Linked DNA regions of Drosophila melanogaster: region 1 is linked to region 2. Evidence: chromatin contacts called from public Hi-C data. All regions are on one chromosome and are shown on one strand. Each heading gives the region's core, a stretch centred on a gene start, on an enhancer-like site or on the middle of the called end of the contact. The rest is flanking DNA. Distances are from core to core; before and after follow the strand shown. Region 1 overlaps beat-Ic (beaten path Ic). Region 2 holds the start of CG18518.

What was found. Hi-C and Micro-C count contacts between places; a contact is called where the count stands out from the background.
Region 1: a Hi-C map of the S2 cell line shows a contact between it and region 2, with 1.5 times the contacts expected there. The contact joins the enhancer-like site here to the promoter of CG18518 in region 2. A contact is called at or near these places in 4 of 107 Hi-C or Micro-C datasets (the Kc167 cell line, the Ras3 cell line, the S2 cell line and 1 more).

Annotation. Positions count from the first base shown.
Region 1 is chr2L:16,024,342-16,031,162 of dm6, forward strand. All of the region lies in intron 2 of beat-Ic (beaten path Ic), which reads left to right. Among named protein-coding and RNA genes, the nearest start is that of BicC, 14 kb to the right of the region's middle. Within about 2 kb of position 3,675, at least 6 of the 39 cell types and tissues checked have an H3K27ac peak or open chromatin away from gene starts, as enhancers often do.
Region 2 is chr2L:15,833,543-15,840,455 of dm6, forward strand. CG18518 reads right to left here and starts at 2,116. Exons shown (of 1, transcript NM_135924.2): 1 at 1,027-2,116. The coding sequence starts at 2,066. The coding sequence ends at 1,068. It also overlaps the pseudogene CR31822.

The DNA of each region.
Region 1 (6,821 bases), core at 2,425-4,924, 190 kb after region 2:
CCAAGCCATCTTTATCATTTTCCACTGCCGATGTCAAACAATCAAACCGTCCTCCAGACCAATCAATAATCCCAAAAGCTCCATTTGAGTGGCATAAACAAAATGTACGAAACTCGAGACCTTTTGGTTTTCAATTCCCCTTCACTTTCCCTTTCCAGTGGCCTGACTTTCACATAAATTTCCAAAGATTATAGTGCCCACAGATCCGAAGAAGCCAGCATGTCAAGTAGCAGCGATGATGCTTAGGTGCTGGAAAATGGCAGACAGCAAGTAAAACTGCACACGGAACTGGGAACTGGGTTCTGGAAACTGGTAACTTGGAACTTGGCATTGAAGGGGCGTGGCTGCCCGGCCACATTGTTTTGTAATTTATTTTGTTTCAGACAGTTTTTCCATGGCGATATGCAGGGCGCCCCGGACCGAAATCAACTTGCTACTTATGCGTCGTCATTTCATAAACAAGGCACTCGACGGCAGCAGGTTTACCGGTCTGGTTTTCCCTGAGTTTTTCCCCACTCACTGAGAAATTGCAACATTACGTGCCCCAGGAGCCACGTCCACTTCTCATGCAAAGCATGCACAATTCTCCAGAGCTCTGGACTAAAGATAAATTGATATTTTGGGGCTGACTCTGGTACCCCAACATTTTCCTAGGTGGCTCATTTTTTTTTCTCTTTTTTGGTTAGGCAATACACAAATGGTGAAACTGTCCATTAACAGAAAAGAAATAAAAGTTAAACAAGAACAACAGGGAAACAATAAGGTGGACGGGCTGCAGAAAAAAGTTGAAATCCTTTATTGTCCATTGTCGGCCATGGAGTTCTCTATCAGAATGCCTTAATTAAGAACGCTCAGAGTCTGGCCAAAGAGTCAGACTTCATTTCGATTTTTAACAGCGCAGCTGTTACCGAAAACCCAACGATTCCATTCGCCTGAAAAACTCAACCCAACCAACCAGCCCCACTTCGTCCTGTCAGGGAAAAAATGGAAACCAACAATTTGCAGTTTACATTTAACAGCAGATCGAGGGGCGGTGGGGGCATGGGACACGTTATTGGAAAAGCAGTGAAAATTGGTTTGTTTGACGGCCCGATGTCTGGCGGAATAACATAGCCCCGTACCTATACACCTATACACATACACACTCGAACACACACACAGCGAACGTATATTTTATATCGCATATAGTTACCGTCATTGTCGAAAACTCTCGGATAGCAGAAGAAATTACATCGATAGGGGAAAAACTTTACGATCAAGAAAAAATAAAAATAAAATGTGAGAGCCCAACCACCGATAGACAGTCAATCAGGACCCTTATATTGAGTTGCATTTTTTGTGTATCTTCATAAATTAACCGTGCTAGGGGATCCCAATCATGGCGCTGCCATCGAGAGTATTAACAAAAAATATGACATATTTTTAATGAATACATAACGAATATATTAAACAACAAAACTACAAACAAGTTTTCTGTTTAAGATTTATGAAATGGAATGTTTTCTTCTCCGAAATAATATGTAGTAGGAGCGATTTACTGCATCGATTTTAGTTAGCCACCAAGAAATTTTCCATTGATACGTTTAGAATAGAATAGAAGAAGTAAAATAAGTTAAGGTAGAAAATGCATGTACATAGGAGCTTTAGAAAATATAAGTTTCTCCTTTCCCTACCTCGCCTAATCTCCCAAAAAAAAAGTGCTCATGTACAACATTTGCTAACATTTCGAATCGATGAAGCATTCATGGGAAACCACTCGAAATGCAAACTCCCCCTGCACATATGGAGGAAATCGTTTTTCGCAGCAAATATTTACAAGAAATACGAATTTTAATTTATGCAACAATCGACGAGACGAATCGTCTAAATGGAGTTCGTCGGGGGTCCAGGGGATCAAACAAATCGATCCATCAACTGCAGTTGCAACTGGCCATGCAAGATTGCTGGCGAAAAACAAAAGGTATATTTGTATCTATGCATTTTGTATGCGGGTTTTCAGCAACTGTTGTCCACCAGGTAGTTGACACACCCCACTCAAACTCGCCAGTTATGCCCCATATATTCTCGGGAGCCCAGCAAACCATTTATGTTTATATTTGGCACATTGCACACTTGTCATCCGCTGCTCCGAAATTCCCACACGCAGTCCAATGCAAAAGGGAAAATCAACAGCCCCATTTTTAGATGGCACCAATGGTGTTTGTTTACCCGTCCAAATTAGAAATGAAACTTACAATTTAATTTAGATTATTATTATGTTTTCAATTTAAAAATGATGTTTTTTTGAAAAACTATAAGTAGGGCAAAAAAAAAATAAAACAAATTTATGAGACAGTTGATATGTAAGTTAAGAAATCTTAATTAGCTTATGCATTCTGCTTTACACGTAAGTTTTAACAGCCATTACCTGTCCGTAAAAATGTATTACTGATGTCCATTTAAATATTTTAAAAAATTGTCAATCAATACCCATCTACATGACCAACATTTTTCGATTCGGATCATATATTTATTAAAAAATTGTGGTCACTTAATATTGCCACCGCTAGGTGGAGCTTGTGAGCAACGTCTGAAACGGTCGCTTTGCTTCTAGCATATCTCAAGCAGCTTTACACTTGCATTAGCTGTATATCTTACAGTCGGACACTCGACTACAGTATTCTAACTGGTTCTATCACTAAAGAAGCGCCGTTGGATGGGCAAGTGATGGGGTCAGAACTCAGGGCTTTGTTGGTTTCCATGTGCGATGATGCTTTTGGCGCCGCTTTGGCGGTCGCGTGTAAATACACACACAGTCGACACTCGGGGAAAACTCGCATGAATGCCAAATCCAGAGTGCCTTTTGAGTCCAGATCATCCAGTGAGAAGGACACACCCCTTAGAATCTCATGTGCAAAAGGTCTATGCTTTCTTTGGCCTGAATAATTATTTAAAATGTATATATTTTGAATGTGGTTTTTCATATACATGGGAAAATAAATCATAAAACCAATTTAGTTTTGGTCCAGAATTATAACATCTCCCTTCGTTTATTGTTATATTTTAGAAATAATTTCTAGTGCACAGCTAATATGTATTGTTGTGGACCCTAGTTTAGATTATCAATAATAAATTACTGCTGCTTATTGTAAGCTAATTGAAAATCAAGCACGAGCAAAATGGAAGAACACAAGTAACCCAATAAACGTTTATGTAATTAAATTTTACTTTTATATTTTACTTATTTTATTTTACTTATATATTTTTAAACCATTTTTCAGCCAGCTTATGCTCTATTTAAATTCTCCTTTTTATATCTTATAACAAAATCTTGCCTTAAATACGTAATCCGGTATTTTCAGAAACAATTCGATATATTCAATTTGAAGTGCTGCACAATGCATACCAAAAAAAATAAAAACATGACAAAGAACAAGTGTCATGCTAAAAATTGCACAGATTTTCATTTAACATAATTCCCGAAACACAAAAAAAAAAAGTTCGCCAAACCAGAGTGGCGAAAAACCAAACAAAACACACACAAAAGTGGGAGTCTGTCGCCATTGTCGCGGCTCCAATTCAATACAATAATAATAAAATTTGTATGCAAAATAGGCGTTGAGTGTTGAATGCATGCAAAAAGATTGCAGGACGAAACCACTGGGCGTATTGTGGTGCCGGGTGGTGCTGGGTGTTGCAAGGTTGGTGTATCGCATAGTGGCTCGATTTACATATACAAATATGCAGGAGAGCGGCGATGTTGTTGGCTCGCGTTGAAAAATCGTAATCAAAAATTGCGCAATAATTTGCATGTTTATTTAATAGCCGGTCGCATAGAGCGCCCAAATGACCTGCCGCCCGGCCATTTTCCCCTTTGAAAATACAGGAAAAATGCAGGACAAAGTGTCCTTTGCTTATACACATACATACACATACGTATGTACATACATATATGAGTGCCAGGCATTGCAGTGACAAACATTTCGGTAAATGCCACAAACTGCGAAACTCTGCATGTGCTTTTTTCTCTTTAATGCCTTCGGTCACCCTCATTTCTAGGCTTTTACCCCCTTTTTGGCTGCCATTGAGTATCTCATAATGTGAGTAAATTTTTTAGCTTCCACGCTAATGAAATTGTCTGCGGGCTGAGCTTTGTTCGCACTCCTTTGAGTTTGTTTTTGTCATTGGGGGCAAAAACGTTGGCCGCAAAATTTTATGACACTCTAAAATTAAAACAAAGCAAAACACAAACCAAACAGAAAACCAACAAAAGAGCCGCCCAAATTAGCGGACAATTTTAGAGATCGAGGTTTTTGTTTGGGGTATTTTTGACCGAATGTTGAATCAGAATCGTGAAGTTGCAAATGAGCGGAAATTAAGAGCAATCGTATGATACAATTTTAAAGTATTAACAGTAAATAAACTTATATTTTTTGAATTTTTATTAAAGTTAACTTGTAATAAAACTGAAAGATAGGCCTGCCACGTTAGGCCAGAAAATAAAGCGGACGCAGACTTATACCTTAAAAAAGTGTACCAATATATGACTTCACACATAAACACATCGCAACGCATTGGCAATATTTTGACTGTTTCGTAATTTATTTGACATATTTATGGGGTTCATAAATACAGATACATACATATATAATGCATTTATTTCTATTTGTTGATTTTTTTTTAGTTTTTATGGCAAGCAATGAAGTTGCAAGCAGGGAGACCCATCAAAAATGTATTTATACGTTCAAGTTTGGACTACTTCCAAAGCCAGCCACTATGTAACGCAACAAAAACAAATAATTTCACTATTTTCGCTACAGTTGTTGCTCTGCTCACACACCATACTCTGCCTGGTCAAAGTTGCAATAGCAAAACATAAAACATTTTTTATGTAATGGTTTTTATTTTTTCCCATCCCGTCCCTGCAGATCTTCTCCTGGCTTATTTTCCGTTTTGGCTGCTTCTTTCTGTGGGCAGCTGCCTGAACTATTGACAGCTGATGATAAAAAATTGTTTGAAAAATAAACCAAAAGCCTGGAAAAATATAGAGTGGGCGAAATAGGAGTGGGGATGAATAGGTACTGGAAATGGATTTCGAGCTGGGTGGAAAAATGGCCAGCTAGATTTTGGCTTAAAAGAAGAACTGAAATGCACAGCTTTTGCGACTTGACTTGGTCATTTGGTTGGTAGCGAACGAGTGATATAATGACAAGTTTTTCCAATTTACTTTGAACATTTAGGAGCTTCAACAAGTTTGCAGTTTTGTAAATATATTATAAATTTACTCCTTCCCATTCCCCTAATGTAATGTAGATAGGATACAGCATTGTTCTAAAGGCCAGCTTGACGAAAATCCCTCCGAAAAGTCTGTTATTTCAGACACTTTTTCCATTAGACCAAACCCTGCATTTAATTGGCATTGGCATTGTATTAAGGTGAAAATTGTCGCCCCTCGTCGCCATAGTCCTTTAGTCAATCCATTCCATTTGAGTACGTCCCAACGCATCCATTCGCGAATTAAACATTTTTCGCCTTTACACTTTTAATTTATGTATTTACTTTCCTGGTTTATTTGCCTTTCTTTATGCCAGCCGGCAACTTGGGACCCTCTGTGCCAGCCACCTGCGGCATTTTCACTTTCCGAGCCTCTTATTGAAATTCCAAAGTTGAAATGACTGCAAAGTGAGAGGACGGATGGGGCAGGATGAGGACTCCGGGTAATGGTCGAGGTCCTGGCAGTGGCTACAGTGTTGACAGCCATGTCAGTTACCATACCCATCGCCGTCATCGGTTGCCGTTTTCCCGTTGTGCTCCTCTTTTGCCCTGGTCGAGTTTTGTGGTCGCGTTTCGGTCTGGAGTCTGCTTTGAGTCTGCTATATAGCATAGATATATATGTAGAATAATACATTTTTGGGGCTTCATTTAGGAGTGAGAAGCACTTACAAGGCAACTTAGAGGCGACCCTTTCCTTGTTCTGTTTGTTTTGTCTGGCACTTTGTTTTGCTGCTTAACTTTTGATCAGCTTTTAATATAACTTAATGTGGCCAAATTAAATGCTTTTTGTCTGTAAAGTTTTATTGCAAATTATACATTGAAGTCGCGGTCAACGCCTCACCCGATTGCAAAATCAATAAAATGCAGGGTAAGCCAGAACATAAATTTATAACCATGTTTGCTATAAGCTGCTATAAGCCACATAACCAAAACAACTTATTTTGAGATCCTCCGGGGCTTAGCAATTTATTTTGGCAAATTAATTGTTTGTTAAATGCTGAATCCACCAGGTGGATTTATTATGTAAATATTAATGAGCAAAAAAAAAAACAAATTAAAAACACTCTGCTTAAAATAAAGCAAAATATACAAGGGATTTAAATAATGAATTTGTGAATACATACATATTTTGTCAGAAAAAAACGCAATCAAACAACAACTTGGTACTGTACTAGTAGTAGTGGCTGCCAGATAGGAGAAAAGTGGGCATTACAGATGGTTTATAAAAGTCATAACAACAATACAGCCAAATAAAAGAATACAAAATAAGACGAAGCTGGCGTCGGAGTATAAAATAACACACAATAGAACATAACAATATGTATAATAAAGCTTGTCAAGGAGCAGCTTCCCCACTTTCTAGCCCAGGATATCCAACTTTGTGGAGTCCTGAGCAGGTTGGCGTCCCTCCAGTTAAATGGTGAACCATTAAAAGTGGACATTTGTAAACATAAACTGACAGATAAACACCGAGAGCAGACACAAAACTTTCTCCGACCCAAGGGTGCATGGAAAGAAAGTGAATGATACGAAGAGTTGCCCATGCAATTTTCATTGGTTTATATTGC
Region 2 (6,913 bases), core at 866-3,365:
AATTTTAGCACGCGCTCAGTCCCCAGCCCCTGTCACGCCTCCACGCCTTCGGCTCTCCCCCTTGGCCCACGACAACCATCATGGTATGTGACGGCAAACTAAGCGCAACCCATAAATACGCCTAGAAATATGCTGCAATATTTTTGTAGCTACCGCGCCACACAGATACACAGACAATTCGCACTACTTTTCTCATTACAAATTGGATTTTGCAGTCACATTTCGCTTATTACGTTCAAAATCCATGCAAATTTCTTTATATGCACCAAGCCATCCCAACCCAAAAGTGTTTCCCCCATTGAACCGCAGTTCTTGCGCCTTTTTTTTCCGCATTTTCATTGCACACTTACAGAAATTTTTTATATCCTGTACTAATATTTCGAAAATATTCTAACCTATTTGAAAATGAATTATTAAAACCCGTTTTTCTATCAAAATGTACCAAATTGTTTTTCTAATAATGCCTTTGTGTTTTACCATAAATATTATATTTAATTTGACAGTGGCTTTTATTTTCTTGAGTGTCATTCGGCGGGCGGGAAAGGAAAATTGTGTAAAAGGAATGCTTGGTGTGCTTGCATCTTATTACTATTGCCCACAGATACAAGAGAACACACAACTACAAACAAACAACTGGCAGAATAATAATATAGAGAGACGGCGGCTGCCAAGTTTATTGTGCAAATATAATTCAGTTTTCTTTTCTCTTTGGCCGATCTTTTTGTACCCCGTTCCCGTCTATGGCTATATTCCACCTCCTCGTCCTTTGCTTGCAAATTAGCTGTGTGCAACGTGATAATGCCATTTCTGTGCATTTTGCCAGCTTACAAAGTGCGCTGAAAGAACTTTATTGTCTGCAAAAGTGTAGATTATACAATCAGGCTAGTGCTAGAAACCGGCAAAGGAATAAGTTGTTAAGGCCTGCTGCATCGCATTGATAATCTTTATTTAGAAACATCCAGGAACAACGGTCGTGTACTATTGATATTCCCCCGTCCTTAAAAAAACTAGTAAAATAAATTGTTTCGCTTCAAATCATATTTATTTTTAGTAAAGCTTTGATAACCTTACGAAATAAAACAATTTTTGTCCGATTTTTCTATCTCATTTTTAAAAGAATTTTTGATTTCGAAGGACTTCATTTCCTCACTTGTGTTGATTTCGCTTAAATTGTCAGGAGGTGCTTCTTTTGCTTCCTGATTTTCATCATTGGAATCTACTGCAATTACTTTCAGTTTTTTGCTGTGCGTCATTGCGAATGGGGACCCCAAATTGACTTGCAAAATATGTAGACGAGGCTGTTTTGAAGGTGGCTCCGAAATATCTTCTTCAGCGGCATTTTCCTTATTGGTTACTTCTCCAGAGAAATGGGCTTCAGGGGAATTCTTTTCGGACTTCACCGACTGCTTTGTCAAAATCGTTGACATCATTGATGATTTCGTTGGCGAAATTGATAACTTTATCGGAGATTTCAATTGGGACTCTGTTGGTAATATAATGGGTTCAATTGGTGATTTCACTGCTGGCGTTTTCGGCTTCTTTATTAATGATTTTATTGGTGATTTTTTTGCTGGAACATTTTGCATCATCGAGAAAGTTTTTGGCGACTTGTTCGGCGATATTTGTCGCGTATTTTTTGGCGATATTTTCGGCGTGTCTGTGGGCGTCTTCGCAGGAGTTTTCTCCGTAGTCTTCTTTTTAGCTGGGGTCTTTGGCTTAGCAGAATTCCTACCATGATTTATACTTGGGGAAACACGCGCTGGTGTTTTCGGTATATTCCGGGCTTTAGTCCTTGGGAGTTTACCAGTTTTTGGAGAACTGGCATCACGAATACCCTTTCGTCCACGAATATCCTCGAATGTTTGTGGAACTCGATCCACCAATGACAATGACAATGCAGAATCCATCTGGAGAGATAAAAGCCTCTGCCGTTTGCGTGTCATATAAGTTGGCGTTGATGTGGCCCCCGGATGGTTAGTGATTGATAGAGACTCTTCGGGGATTTTGCGATCCGTTTCCTTATCGGCTGAATTGTTTGGTGGAGTTATATTCTTTTTGGAACTCATTTTTTAATTGTTTTAACTTATTTAGCTCAAAACGACCGTTTGCTTGTAATGTGCAAGGGACACTAAATTAAGAAACGAAATTCTGACAGTCACGTCAAATTATTCTGAATCAAAAAGCAAGGCTAAATTGATTGGGTTGTTAAATGTTCAAAGTAGAATAAAATTTTACTTTTATATTACAAGTATTAAAAAAGTGTATATGGTAGTTTTATTCTCGCAATTACAAATTTTATGTAATTTAAATCGAATTTTTCACATATTTATATGTGTATTTGAGTAGAAAATAATATTATCGGTTGTAATTCAGGGGCATATAATATTTAAAAGGTTTGCCAAAAATATTTCCGAATATCTCCAAAAAAAGAGATGCCCCGAAAAAAATTCATCACACAATACAAGAAACAACAGCAAACGGTATCAAATTTTTTGAAGACCGCAGTCTGGTAAAAAACGGAAGATATTAATTAAATTTAATGACTGTCTGGAGATGCGACGACGGCTACTGGCGGGCAAAAGAGCAAACAGTAACGAGAACCCATGGAAATAACCGCTGCAAAAACTTTGCCAGCTGTATTGCATTACGCCTTTAATTTCATTACACGTCCAGACGGAACGGGAAAACTCCCGCCCAAGTTCCGAGCTGGCCCATAAAGTCGAGGGAAACACTTGTAAAGTCTGCCGGGCGACCAGAAAGGGAGCCCTTTCCTATGGTCTCATATTGCATGGCGCCTCATCTCGACCAACACTGCAGCTCAGCAGGAGCCCGATGAAGATGATGTTGTGGGTGGAGTTATGGCGGGGATTTGGAAAACAGCGGGATCGAGAGCCTGCTGGCGGAATAGAGTTTATTATTTAATACTTTGAGCGCCATGCGTTGAAATTAGCAGCCATAAATCAATGAAACGACCCGCCCAAGTCCACAATTAGCCGAAAGTAGCAAGATGAACGCAGCTTGTTATATGAACTAGCTGTATTAGCTAATTAATATACAACATCCCACGTTGGTTGATATTGGGATTATATGTTTACTTATAAACGTTTCAAAAATATCCGTATTTTTAAATTAGGCAAGTTTATATTTCTTTTTAATAGGATCACTATTCTAGTTGGGAATAAATATTTGCTTTTTGTGGTTGGTAAGCATTTGATCTGATAGTCAGTACAGGGTCGCATTTTCGAAACATCAGTGTAAACAGCAGGAATATCTGTGCCACATACTAATCCATAGTTGACGATGCCCACCTGCTCATATCGATTAGGATCGCTTTAGAGGGGACAGGCCAGTGGGGAACCTTCGTCGCCTTTGCACGCATCCTTGCCAATCTCACCGCCGGCGCACATCAGACTGGGGTCGAGATAGAAGTTTTTGCCAAAGATTCCTTGAACTTGTCGCTCTGGCACCTAGATCTGTCCACCAGGGGCACATTTTCTTCTGAACATTGATGTTCTCGAAGTTCTTCTTACCCCAGCCACTGACAATGCAACGATTATAGATAAAGTTGCGATTCGGTGGCGGCAGGCAAATCAGGTTTATATGGTGGGTTAGGTCGAGCGATTTTTTGAGAAATAACAGGGCCACATTGTTGTGTCGCACAATCTTCCTGATGGAAACATCCTTATGTTTTTCTTGCTCTTTTTTCGTTATCGCATCCCATTCGCCAGCTGGTATTCGTTTAGTTTTTCAGTGACAGAAGTCGCTTATTGAAGACTAGTAGCATCCAGAAGGGCCGCCATCCATGGCACTTCCGCCTCTCCGTTCATCATAGATCTCTGCTCTAGACTGTTGAAGTGGCCACATTGAAGTGGACGCGGTAGATCGATGCTTGGAACTCGATTTATGATCTTAAAATGCGTTCGGTTCTTAATAATACCAGTTTACCTTTATGAATTATACATCTATTACCACTTTCGATTTGCGACAGCAGATTTTCGCAGGAGGATATTCCCAATAGGCCATGCTTAGATCTTGACATCTTGCAATCTTGTCTCTTGTTTTTTGTGCACTACTACAATAGTACAAGAGCATTTTGATTTCCGGCTTTAAGTACTGTGGAGAAAATATAATAATTACGTATGTCTTTGAATTAAGCTTTTATGAAAGATTTCAATTTTACATTTAGTGAAGCTTTCGGCGCAATTACCTAACTAATTTCTATGGCCTTTTCAGCGGCAATGAGTTAAGCAAACAAAATGGGAGCAACTTCTCCGGCACACATTCCGATGGAATAGACAAGACAAACAGCCAAAGCCAGTTACAACAACGTCAGTGCAGAAAACTTCAACAAGACAAGACACAACACAAGGACAAGGCAACCAGCAGCGGCTGGGTGGTGGGGTGTTTGGGTTGGATTGGGTGGCTGTTTTGGGCGGAAAGTGGGAGGTGAGAGAGCGCTGGGCTATGGGTTATGGGCGGTACAACTGGCAGCATGTTGGAGCGTTCTGCGTGACGGTTACAGCATGGCAAACAAGATGGGGCCACTAGTCGTACTGGTAAAGTTCTACAACTAATCCTGACTGATGTTGCGACAATATATATACAAACAAGCATCTGGATACACACATTTATATAGTACACATCTGTGTGTATATGTATATGGAGTGGCACAACACATGCTTCGACTGCTTCGCAGCTACGCTTTGCTGCCTTCTTTTCAGGCCATTCAGCCCCTGCCCTCCATGTTTGCAATTTGTTCTGAAGATTTATGCGTTAGCGCAAAAGTTGCATTTCAAATGGATTTATATAAGAATAAGAAAATAATATCACTGGCAGGAACACCACTATCACAGGGGGTTCAAGGCGAATGCGCCGTACGTGAGATTCGCTTTCTCTAATCAGCAATGGGGGATTTCATAAGCAAAACGCTGAGTGAGCAAATCTAATAAAGTGCATACCAGAGAACTGCAGCCCGCCACTCGCACTCTACGTCCACCCGATAAACACTCGGTACTCTAGGCACCCCGTTTTTTTTGACACCCTACTTGCGGCAACACAAAATACTCGAGTGTTTTACCGACGTTGTGTTTTTGTTACGAGTAAAAAAACCACCCGAGGCCTGCTGCGCAAGAGCCGTATGGGTGAGTGGACGCACAGTCAACGATCGGCCGCAGGTCATTTTTTGTATGCGGGCTGCAGTTCTCTGGTCATTTTTTGTACGCCTAAAATTTGTATGGGTGGAAGCGTGACGGGTATAAGAAATGAAGGGTAAAAGGGAATACCCAAGAAAATTTTTGTGCTCATGTCTTTGCTCTTTGATGGACTCAATGGGTGCCTCCCATTTCAAACACATAAAGTAATTGCAATTAAAGACGGCATTTGTTGATTTTTACGTTTTTTAATGTCTCAATCTAAATAATAAAAACATAGTGGGCTTAAAAAGTATCTATTAAATATAAGGACTTAATGTTGTTGGATCAGGTAGTAAGTCATCGACGTCTACCTGTTCCCCATAGATAGCGCCGATTTGTAGGAAAAACTTCACCAAATTTTTAAATCCGGCTCCGGTTACTGCAGAAAACGGCCGACAATCTTGGACAACCCATTGGGTGCATTTTTCAATAGCTACTTTCTTGTCGTTTTCCGAAACAATTTTTAATTCCGTTGGTCGTCTTAATGTTAGACAACATTTATGGCGGGATAAATTGGAGGTGTTTTTGTGTAAAAATTTGAGCACTTTCTGGCATTGCCTGCAGAACAGCCATCCGTCCAGAACAGTTTCATCTTCCTTTAAAATGTCACATAAAATGCTCCAAATAACACTTTTTCCTTTATGTTTATTGGCAACTGAGTATGTTCCATTGTTAATTTTATTTTTAACGAAATCAGCCGCTTCTGCCATTATTGTGACCTTTTCCTTTGGCTTCCAAATAATACTGAATCCTAACAAGCTAGTAATTGCATCGTAAAAAACAAAAAAGGGGCAATTAACAGCCGAGACACTGGACCAAAGACACAAGAACTCAACAATCATTATGTATGGCGCCATTTGACTCGACTACCTACGAGACCACTCGAGTATTTTTGGAAACACCCGAGTATTTTTGGAAACACCCATGTGTTTAACGGTATACCCACAAGTGTTTTTCTCACTCATCCCTTTTTAGGCACTGTGTGAGCGGCACCCGCGACGCAAAACACCGTATTGATTCGGGTGCGCACACAACGGGGTGTCTTGTCTGCATGTTCAGATTTATACTGTGTGTTTGTAAGTACCCGCGATGTGCGTGGCGAGTAGCACCCGCACACAAAATTGTAGGGTGTGAGTCGAGTGGTAAAAAAGTGCCACCCTTGCAGTTCTCTGCATTAAACTACTGTTTTGTATTTGCTTAATATCCAATTATTTTAACCTGCTAATTACTTCATGTTTTTGTTAGCTCCGCTGAGTGTGACATTTGTATGGGGCATTTTATTTTTCACGAGAAATATGATTCGCTAAATATGAAATTAATTTAATGCTGACAACCACAAAAATTATACCAATTGGTTGTATTAATTAGGCGTGAAACGCATCGTGACCTGGGACCATTAAGCAAATTAGACTGTTAACCTTATTTTGAAGTAAACAAAGCATAAATTGTGCATGGTTGATTGCTAAATATAAATTTAATTGGATTTAGTTCGGAGGAAGAAGATGGCCGTTCTCTCCGCTGAAAACTATAAATAAAATAGGTATCCGGGGAAACTTTCAGAAAATGATTGAATGTATTTTCAAAGTCACAGCTGTGGGTACAAGTTCACCGCACTTTCCACATCCTTTCCTCGCCATGCATGTGTGTGGGTGAAAAGTTGAGTTCGAGTTTTGAGTAATTCTGCGACACATTTTACGCCCACCCAACGAAATGGCAAACTT